2 separate regions of the Sus scrofa genome follow, and region 2 is linked to region 1. Evidence: chromatin contacts called from public HiChIP or PLAC-seq data. All regions are on one chromosome and are shown on one strand. Each heading gives the region's core, a stretch centred on a gene start, on an enhancer-like site or on the middle of the called end of the contact. The rest is flanking DNA. Distances are from core to core; before and after follow the strand shown.

Region 1 (5,134 bases), core at 1,510-4,009:
GCAATGCCATGCACAGAATTCGGGGCCAGGCAGATATCCATCGTCGGAGTCCTTCTCTGTCACTAACCATACGTTCCTGGGCAAGTGGCGTAAACTCTTTTACTGTCCCCCTGGTACAGTGGGAACAACAGTTATCACAAGCTGTTGCGTGAAATAAGTGACATGATGCCTGCAGTGCATGTAATACAATATCTGGCCAGAGTAAAGGTAGAATATGAGTTATTATTGATTTGACAATAGTATTCCTTCACCCAATACTAATGGGTTCTCTCTGGGTGCCAGGCCCTGTGCAAGGGACAGCTCCTGCTCCTTGACACCATGGAATTCATTATTTAATAAACCATGTACACATACCTTTAGCACAAGGCTATGCCCCCTCCCCTCCCTGCAAGTACTCTGGTGTAGAAGTACCAACTGCACACAGGTCTGCTTTGTCAAGAAGCTCAGAGTTCTGCTGGTCATCCCCCTTTGAGTAGCCCTCCAAACTTAGCTGCCTCTACCACAATTTACCTACATATCTCTCTGTGTGCACTTATCACATCCAGTGACAGTTGTCTGTCTGTTCTTTGTCTCCTCCTGTGAGTTCCTTTCATTCATCTAGTCACTTACTCATCTCTGTAGGCCAATGGGCTCAGTTTCATGCATTACTCTGCACAGACATACAGAAGATTCAACCCTACTGCTCAGTATAAAGATCTCCAGCTGGATTTACTGGGAAAATAATCCTGCCCTCTCTTTCTGAAAGGTCAGTCTCCTTTGGGCCTCTGTTTGGTTGGTCTTTCGTTTCCTAACAATCGCATTGGTTCTAGCCTCGGTTTCTTCATTTCTTTAAGGGGATAAGAGAGTCTCCTTCCCTGGAAGGTTATAATGATGACTGGAGACAATGCAGCCTATATGGGCCCAAAACTGTAACAGGCACAGAGCCAAATATGAAAAAAAGTTGATTCGATTCTTGCCCTCAGCCAGGTCCAGTTGGTATAATATAAAATAAAATTAAAACTACAAGACATAATTTGAGCTCCATATGAGTTGTACAGAGGTCCTTCTAACTTCCATCCAGCCTCTGCCATATGCCAGACTTGGCTGAAATGGGAAGATATAAACACACAAAAACTTGATCCTTGTCATGAAGCCCCTGGAAAACGGTGTGTTGGACAAAAGAAAAAAAAAAAAAAAAGAAAAAATCTCAGGAAGAGAGTAGAAAGCTCTTAATCCAGATCCTCAGCTCAGACCTGGGCTGCAGGAGTGGTCTTTGGTACCAGACTGGAAGGCAGGAGGCTGTCCCACGACAAGAACAATAACCAAGTTATTTGGCACTAACTATGTGCCAGTCAGTGTGATAAAGGATTTACACGCTTTATCTCATTTAACTCCAAAAGCAATTGTGTGTCATAGATATGAACTTCCTTATTTTACAGATGGCCGGTTTGAGGCTCAGAGAGGACAGTGCCTTGACCACAGTTCTGCCAGGAGTAAATGGTTTAGGAATTCACCTGCTTAGGGTTTCACTGGCCCAACTGCAAAGTGGAGAGTGTGGGCAGCACAAAGCACCGTCCAAGGAGGGCTGAGAGTAAGAGGGGAAAGTTGGGTCCAAACACGGCTCACATGATCCCCAGGACCCTGGCAGAAGCAGAATAAGTTAGAAAGAGATGCAGGCTGCAGAGGAGAGATGTCCGGGAAGCTGGGGGAGGGGAGCCCTGGTGGTTGGGCGCCTTTTCAGCCCCCCCCCTCCCGCGTGCGTAGGTCAAACCTCTCCCCTCCCGCCCTCTCACCCTCCCAACCTTATTTAGAAACCCGTGTCCCCGAGACAGGAAGGGCGGCGGGCCGAGAAGCACGGAGCGTCCCGGTCTCATTTCCTTTCGAATCCCCCTGTGGAATTTCATTTCGTACGGTGAGGAAATCGGAGCGCGAGACCGTCGGCTGGTCGACTGGTCGGCTGCTCTGGGGCGCCTCCCACACTCGCGGCTGGAGCCCGGCAGCTCCGGGGTGCAGGTCGGGCCGAGGCTGGGGGCGGGGAGAGGGGGCCGGGCTCCAACCCTAGCAAGTTCCGAGTGAAAATAGCTGAGAGGTCGCGCTGTACCAGGCACCGTGCTAAGCGTTTTACGCATTATCTCTAATCCTCCCAAGTCTCTTTACGGATGAGGAGACCGACGCCGAGAGGCTGAGCAATTTGCTCAAGGTCACACAGCCAGGATTTAAAGCCCTAATCTTTGCAAATCCAAACCCCGTGTCCTTTGTGTACGTTTCGCTGCCTGATGGGAAGGCGGCCACGGGCCGAGGTGACAGCTGGAAGACAGAAAGGAAAAGGAGCCGACTGATCTGGGAGCACTTCTCACCTGGAAGAGTGGGGGCAGGCTGGCCCGGCCGGAGCGCCTCGGCTCCATCCCGGCCTGGCCCCGGAGCGTCGCGAACAGGGTGGGAGGAAAGCGAGCCGGGAAGCGGGGCGGGGCGCTTCGGGGCGGGAGGGAGGGACCATGGAGTGGGGGGAGGTGGCGGGCGGGGGCCTGACCCTGCCGGGGCAGGGCCCCGCCCCTCGCTGGCCACGGCGCTCGGCCATTGGAGATACGCGCTGTCCGTCCCGCCCCGCCGCCGCCCAGCGAACCTCCAGCGCCGCGGAGGGCTTCAGCGGAGAGAGCGGCGCGGCGCTGGGTGCTGGCGGGCTTTGCAGACGCAGAGCGGACGCGGCCCGCACTGGGTTTGAGGGCTCGCCTTCTGTAGCCATGACCCTCGCAGTCTGTCCTTTGGCCCCGGCGCGAGGTGTCTAATACCCCGCACAGTCGCGCGCAGCTGCGAGAGCCGGCCGCTGCCCCCTCGTCGCCCTTGGCGCCTTATCACTCTCCCTTTCCCGGAGCTGGGAGCAGCGCGGGCAGCCGGCGCCCCGGTGCAAACTGGGGGTGTCTGCTGAAGCAGCCCCCGCCGCCGCTGCCCCCGGCTCTGGCCATGGCCTGGCGGGGCACAGGGCCGCGCGTCCTGGGGGAGCCCGGGGGCGTCGGTCTCAGTCTGCGGCTGCTGCTGCTGCTGCTGTGCTCCTGGGGCCAGCACGGGGCTTCGGGGACGAGGAGGAGCGGCGCTGCGACCCCATCCGCATCTCCATGTGCCAGAACCTGGGCTACAACGTGACCAAGATGCCCAACCTGGTGGGGCACGAGCTGCAGACGGACGCCGAGCTGCAGCTGACAACTTTCACGCCGCTCATCCAGTACGGCTGCTCCAGCCAGCTGCAGGTGGGCGCCCCTACCCCCACCCCGGGCGGGACCCTTCGGGCAGGGACGCCGCAAACTAACTCCGTGGAGTTCTTGCCAGGTCGAGCCCCCTGTCCTCTTCCTAGGCTGAAGGGTAGGACTATCCTGGAAAAGTGATTTCCATCCCCACCCCCACTTTTCTGTCCCTTCTCAGGGACTGGAAGCCAAAACGTTGTGTAAGTCATCTGGCCTGCGAAAGAACCCACTCTTACACCCCGCCCTTCCGTTTTTCTCCCCTGCCCACCCGTGTCTGGCCAAGCCCCTATCCCCAGTGGAGCTGAAGTTATCTTTGCCAAGGGTTCTGGCCGCCGCTGCTCGGTGGGCGAGTCCCCGGCAGGGCAGCCAGCTGCAGCTAAGACTTGGAAGGAGAGATAAGGAGACGGGGCAACTTCTCCTCACTGACCTCCCTTCTCCCCCATATTTCTTGGGTGTGTTATTTAATGACTATTTCTGTAGAATATGGCCCCTCGTGTTGTCCTGCGGGATTTTAGAGGTCGTGCAGGAAGGAATGGTTGCGGTGGTTGAGTTCCTTCTTATCCTCAGGGTTAAGGGCAGGTTTAGTACTTGGAGAGGGAGAAGACATCACTTGGGGAAAAGGTGATGGTACAGTCAAGCTTCAGAAAGCAGTCTATGTATTGGAAGTTTTGGTGGTGTTTTTTGGTTTGGGTTTTTTTTTTTTTTTTTTGCAGTCATTAAAAATTTTAAAGGTTATGTAATAGTATAGAACAATGCAATCCTATCATAGTAAGTGAATTTTCATATACAAGGCGATTATAATCTTACAAAAATAACCAGTTTATTAAGAAAAAAAAAAAGAACTGAAAAGGAATTTCTTTAAATGTTAACACTAGCTGTATTTTGGTTGGTGAGGCTATGAATGATTTTTTTAGAAATTTAGAAAAGAGAGAAGTTGGGGGAAACCAGAGGGTAGCTAAAAGCTTCAGAAATCTGCGGTTCTGGCTGTAACTCCTGAGAGATAAGAAACGGGCAGGCAGCTGACTGACTAGGTGCAGGGATTTTACATAGGTCATTTGAAAAGTTGGACTGTGGTTTCAGAAAGATGGTTGGGATTAGACCTGTTGCTGGTGAAATGTCCCTGTGGAAGTTTCAGGACTTTAGAACTAGGTTCTGAAAGATTAAGAAAATGATTCTCCAGCTCTCAGTTTGGAAACAGCACATATCCTGACATCAGTGGCAATTTTGTTGGCGAAAGAGCTTTTGCAGGGATATATATTTTTAATTACATGTATCCTGGGGAGCAGCCAAGCTGTTCTGAAGGACAGGACTGGATCCCTTTACATGCTGGAAAATAGTTACTTGTAACCCTAGACTTCATAGACAACATCTGTAAGGAGCCAAGCAGACTGTTTATCAATGCTGGAGGAATTGAGGACAGCAACTGGACTCTCCCCTGCTGCTATTGCAGTTTCAGGGACTGAACATTTGTATTTTCCTATTGTGCTTCATTATTATTCATTGAGGAAACCTGGCCAAACAAACCCTTAGTATCCAGGAGACTTCCACCTGCAACCCATCGTGGGGTTTAAGAGTGTCTCTTAGGAGATTTTCTGTTTCAGTATGAGACTGATTCACGTATCATTACAGGGGATAAGTAGAGAAAGGAGAGAATGTTAACGTGAGTGAGAGCTGGATCTACATTTATTTTTACAGTGATAAGGAAATGGGGATGAAAATAAATCACCCCATCACCAGAATGACCAAGTCGTTTGAGTCATTGGTCCAGCTCTTTCAAATAGTGGCTAAAAGGGGAGGGAGACTCAAAGGCAGTTTTTTAAGGTTTATTTCTTTATGTGTTGTGCAAAAAGGGGTTATGTCATTCCTCAGGTCCCTTTTATATAGTTATTTATCTATGTCTTCCTAGAAAGGATTAC
Region 2 (5,134 bases), core at 805-3,304, 1.0 Mb before region 1:
TGGTTCCCAGGCTAGGGGTCCAATCAGAGCTGTAGCCACCGGCCTATATCCCAGCCACAACAATGTCAGATCTGAGCCATGTCTTCAACCTACACAGCAGCTCATGGCTATGCCGGATCCATGACTCACTGATCGAGGTCAGGGATCAAACCCGAAACCTCATGGTTCCTAGTTCAAACTGCTTCCCCTGCACCATGACGGGAACTCCTACATGAGCATTTTAGAAAATGAAATGTACTTGTATTCAAATTTTATTTAAAATACCCTTTTCCCCTGATGATCAACTATAATAAATTGAGAAATAAATTACTTTTTCTCAATACTTATATACATTTTAAGAAATTTTTAAAACATTTAAACATTTTTTTTTCTTTCTTCGGCATCTGGAGGTTCCAGGGCTAGGGGCTGAATTTGGAGCTGCAGCTGTCTGCCTAAGCCACAGCCACAGCAACACAGATCTGAGCCGAATCTATTACTTACACCACAGCTCAAAGCAATGCTGGATCCTTATCCCACTGAGCAAGGCCAAGGATGGAACCTGCATCGTCACAGACACTGTGTCGAGTTCTTAACCACAACCTCATGGTTCCTACTTGGATTCGTTTCTGCTGTGCCACGATGGGAGCTCCCTCTGGTAAAAAATTTTACTGTTTTTTGGAGTTCCCTTTGTGGCGCAGCACAAATGAATCCGACTAGGAACCATGAGGTTGTGGGCTCGATCCTGAGTTGCTGTGGCTGTGGTGTGGGCCGGCAGCTTTAGCTCTGATTCAACCTCTAGCCTGCGAACCTCCGTATGCTGAGGGTGCAGCCCTAAAAAACAAAATTTTACTGTTTTTTAACAACAAATGACACACTTTCTCAGAGATTAGGAAAGCAATGTAACGCTGTCAGTGTATCTCTAAACAGTAAGTGTCTTAGCTTAATTATATGCTGTCAGCTTATCATTTTAAGTAAACAGAAATAAAACCTAGAGATAGAGAGTTGGCCCCACCCTTGCCTTTGCAGTTTGTGAGGACATTAGAGAGCATTTCCACTGCTAAGCTTTCAAGGGCAACTTCTTTTGCCAAATCAAAATTAGCTTTCAGGCCTAGGGACCAAGATAAGGTTATGAAGTGCATTTATTTTTAACACCCCAGCACGCTTGGTGTTTTCAAGCCAGGATCAAGGGAGATCAAGGTGCATGAGGTGGACTTGCTCCCTTTGAATGCTTACAAAATACTGGCCATACAAGGATTTATTTCTAACCAGTGTGATGAGGGCAAAAGGCACGTGCCCTAAAGGGCAGGGACACAGGAAAGTCTGTTTTGTTCCTCACCTGTCCTTGATGCTGCACAGGGCCTGACGCCTAAAAGATTCTGAAAGGAGCCCAACTTCCAACAAGAGCCAGGAAAGTCAGAGAAGCTCTTACAGAAAGGGTGATACTTACACTGAACAAGGAGGCACCTGGAAATAGGGGTACCTATTAATTACTGGCGATCAGACTGGTCACCCTAGAATCTGCTCCTAAGACCAGCTTTCTCCCACCCGCTGGTTCCCTTCCTCCCCCCAAGTTACTTCCCCCCGCTGGGCCTCCAGCTTTTCAGCTGTAAAACAAGAGCTTTAAGTGCACTTGTGGGTTTGTGCGTGCGCGTGCGCACAACTAAGTTCTAGAACTTTAGCAGGGGAAAAAAACACAAAACACTTAATCGCACAAACTGCAAATGAGCACTACGTGTCGAATCTTCCCGTGGCTAACTGGCAAATAACATTAACAGGAAACCGACAAAACCCAGGAAAAAAAAAAAGGTAGTGAAAGTTTTGGGAAACGGAAGGAAGAGCAGTTCTAAAACAACTGGGGTGGCTGGGGGTCGCGCGGAAAATTGTTCCGAGGGAAGAAAAGTTAACCGAGTTGGTGAGGACTAAGTAACGAAGACAAAGAAGTAAAAGCAAACTTAACCAGCTCGCTCACCCTCTGGGCTTTTTGCTCACTTTCGGTCCCCTACCCCCACCCCCTCCCCCTCCCAGCTCTCGGTGTCCGTCTCTCTCTGACCTTTAGTCCCCGCCACCCCACCTCTGTCTCTTTCTCCCTCCCTCTCTCTCTCCTCTCTCGGGTCTCCCTCTCCGTTACTTTGCAAGGAGCGCAGTCCGGGGCGCGCGCGGACCAGCAGTGGCTCCTCAGTCCTCTCTGGAGACATCCCTTGCCAAGAGAACCTGACCCTGGGGTCCCAGGCCGTCTGTCGGGCCGCGGCCAGGTGAGGGGCTCGCGCCACCAAGCCCTTACCTGAGGGGCGGGGCCACGCCTGGGTGCCCAGCCCCCGCCACCCCGAGACTCCGCCCACGCTGGGTCACTGGTTTCCGGCCCCTCGGACTATTTTAAGGAGCGCGCGCGACCGTAGTGGCCTCAGCCCCCAGCCTGCCACGCTCCGGCTCCCGCTCCCTCCCCCACCTCTCCTGTGCTCCCGGCCGGCATGGGTCCCCGGCTGGGCTCGCTGCTCTCTGCCCTCCTGCTGCTTCTTTACGTCGCGGGCACCGCGCACTGTGACACTCCTGCCAACTGCACCTATCCTGACCTGCTGGGCACCTGGATCTTCCACGTGGGCCCTGGTGGTTCCCAGCGCGACGTCAACTGCTCGGTTATGGGTAAGCCGCCGGCGCCCTCGGACCCGCTCTCTTCTCGCGCCTGCCCGGGGCTCCTTCCGTTCGGTCCTTGAGCCCTTCTCCGCGCAGCGCCCCCTCCGAGCTCCCAACTAGCTGGAGGCCAGGGACGTCCTGGCTGGACTTGGGACCCCCCTCCGGGTGCCCTTTCCTGCTCCAGGGCAACGATGTCAAAGTGGAACTGCTGAGAATTTCTAACTTCACTTAGTCCTAGTTATCCCCGGCGCCTCAGCACTTTTTACAAGTACTTTTTCCCACTTAATTTGTGTTTTGGTTTGGTGAGGAGGAGAGTTAAGACCGTGCCATTTTATGTTTCCGTCCAATCTGCAGTTTTTTATTGTGCCAGTGAGAAATGAGCTCAAAGACTCCAGAGAATATAGCAATTAAAGTTTTCTTCTTTTAAGTTGTGGGAAAGTGCCCTTATGCCTGGCGATTTTGATTTGAACACGTGTTGTTGCTTCTAGTCTGAGAAAACTTCTGGTACCACTCCACAGTTGCATAGATTGCAGGGAGGTAGTGTATTAGTATATAAAAGTTTTTTTTTTAATAACTCTTTAGCCAGTAATTGTATTTTGAAATGCTCAGAGCCAAGTACAATGCCTAGCTCATGGAAGGCTCTCAAGAAATATCGAGTGTTTGAACACCCTGGGACATTCCAAATGCCTTCAGATGACACGACTATCCCAAAGACAAAGAATTTAGTGAAGGGAAAAGAAAAAAACACACAACCTTGGTTCAGGAGAGGCACTCTAGTTGCACACAAACCCTCTGCCAACCTGTGACTTGTGCAGAATGGGTGAAGCTCTCGGCTGCAATTTCCTTGTTAACAGAACACAGACTGCCAGGTCATTTGTTACTAAAACAGACTTATAGGACTGTCCAACTCCAGATAACTGTAGCATTTCATAATCCTGGGCATCATAACCATTTTTTCTTTTGAAAATTGAAGCTGGAGGTCCAAAGCAGAAGACAAGGGATTTGCACATTTCTGTCACAGAATCTCCTCTTTCAGAGTATTAATTCCGAAATGTGGAAAATATGAGTCCCCACTTTCTGAAGGCTAAAAGTTTAGTTCCTGTCAGTAGAAGTTAGTTCTACAGGCTAGAAACCACAAGTTTGCTGAGTTCTTTAGAAGCATTCACATTCTGAGGTTCTAAACTGTAGAGCCATTTAAAAGAAAGATACCCCATTTCTTCTCTAAAGAGATCATTCCCTTTATTCTTCTGATCTGATAGGTCTTTTTATATTTTTACAGTTCCCCTTTTTGACTACCATTTTGTCTTCTCCCCATTTCTGCCTGTCATTTTCAACATCCCCCCTTTCTCCTTTTCGTCAGTGGAAAAATTTCTAAAGTGTTTGTTTGCTCTGGTAATGACTGTACTGTTCTCTCTGCTGCTGGGCTCCTTCATATATCTTTCGAGCCTTCATTTCAGTCTTGCCTTAGATTCCTCTGGGATTATCCAGAGGAAGGCCATAAAATGGGGAATCATAGCTTCACAAGCCAGATCTACCCAAATCAGAGGTAGCAGGAAAGGAAAGCAGCTTAAAAAGATTAGAAATTAGAGAGGGGATTTTTTTTTTCCCCTCCTGTTGAAGTTCAAATAATTTTCCTTTGTTGTGCATTTTCTTTTCTTTAGGACCACCAGAAAAAAAAGTAGTGGTGCACCTTAAGAAGTTGGATACAGCATATGATGACTTTGGCAATTCTGGACGTTTCACCATCATTTACAATCAAGGTTTTGAGATTGTGCTGAATGACTACAAGTGGTTTGCCTTTTTTAAGGTTAGTTCTGTTGGGATATGCATTCATATTTTTAATGATCTGATACCTGAAAACTTTTCTAATAAAGAGACACTTGGTATTTTAGCTTTAGATTAAGATGATAGCCAGAATTGATACATACCACTTTTTCCAAGAGAAATTAGATGGTGTAATTTTGCCACTTTATTTGAAATTATGACTTTGATAGCTTTAAAAAAACACATCTGATCTGTGTTGGTTATTTTGATAAGTATGAGTAGATTCTTAATTTATTTTCTTTATTACTACACATTGATTTCTAAACATTGATTTAGTCACTTGGTTTGTACTGAATCTGTAGGAAAGATAGAGATTTTATAAATTTCTTTATCTTAGGGTTATTGTACTGTCCTCTTGTTAGCTCTGAGAAATTGATGTAAATGACTCATTGAAGTAATATACTAAATATATAACACACTAAAATACTTATAAAATATATGATAAATATAAAATATATATAATTATACTACACTAAATATATTAATGTGAATAACTTAGTTGACTAAACTAAGGCATTGAGATAGCACTGGAGTTACTCCTTGGGTTAAAGTAAAAGGTAGCCCAGCCAGGCCAGCTTGTTTGCTCTTTCACTAGGGAAAAACTATTGTCCATTCTTAGAGCCTTACTCATTGCTTCTAATTATAGTCACACTCTAGGTTAACATAGTTGAGCACAGATTGCAATCCATCCCTGAAAGCC

What was found. HiChIP or PLAC-seq counts read pairs in DNA pulled down with a chosen protein or histone mark.
Region 2: an H3K27ac HiChIP or PLAC-seq map of skeletal muscle shows a contact between it and region 1, with 2.3 times the contacts expected there. The contact joins the promoter of CTSC here to the promoter of LOC106504840 in region 1. A contact is called at or near these places in 1 of 5 promoter capture datasets (liver), 1 of 47 Hi-C or Micro-C datasets (liver) and 2 of 2 datasets of contacts at active chromatin or transcription factors (alveolar macrophages and skeletal muscle).

What each region holds. Positions count from the first base shown.
Region 1 is chr9:20,719,267-20,724,400 of Sscrofa11.1, reverse strand. LOC106504840 reads right to left here and starts at 2,759. Exons shown (of 3, transcript XM_013979237.2): 1 at 2,337-2,759. The coding sequence starts at 2,722. FZD4 (frizzled-4) reads left to right here and starts at 2,941. Exons shown (of 3, transcript XM_005667210.3): 1 at 2,941-3,022; 2 at 3,025-3,224. The coding sequence starts at 2,941.
Region 2 is chr9:21,758,716-21,763,849 of Sscrofa11.1, reverse strand. CTSC (dipeptidyl peptidase 1) reads left to right here and starts at 2,054. Exons shown (of 7, transcript XM_003129741.3): 1 at 2,054-2,619; 2 at 4,272-4,417. The coding sequence starts at 2,448. It overlaps LOC102160855 (a long non-coding RNA gene), which reads right to left and starts at 1,962. Exons shown (of 10, transcript XR_002346978.1): 1 at 1,316-1,962.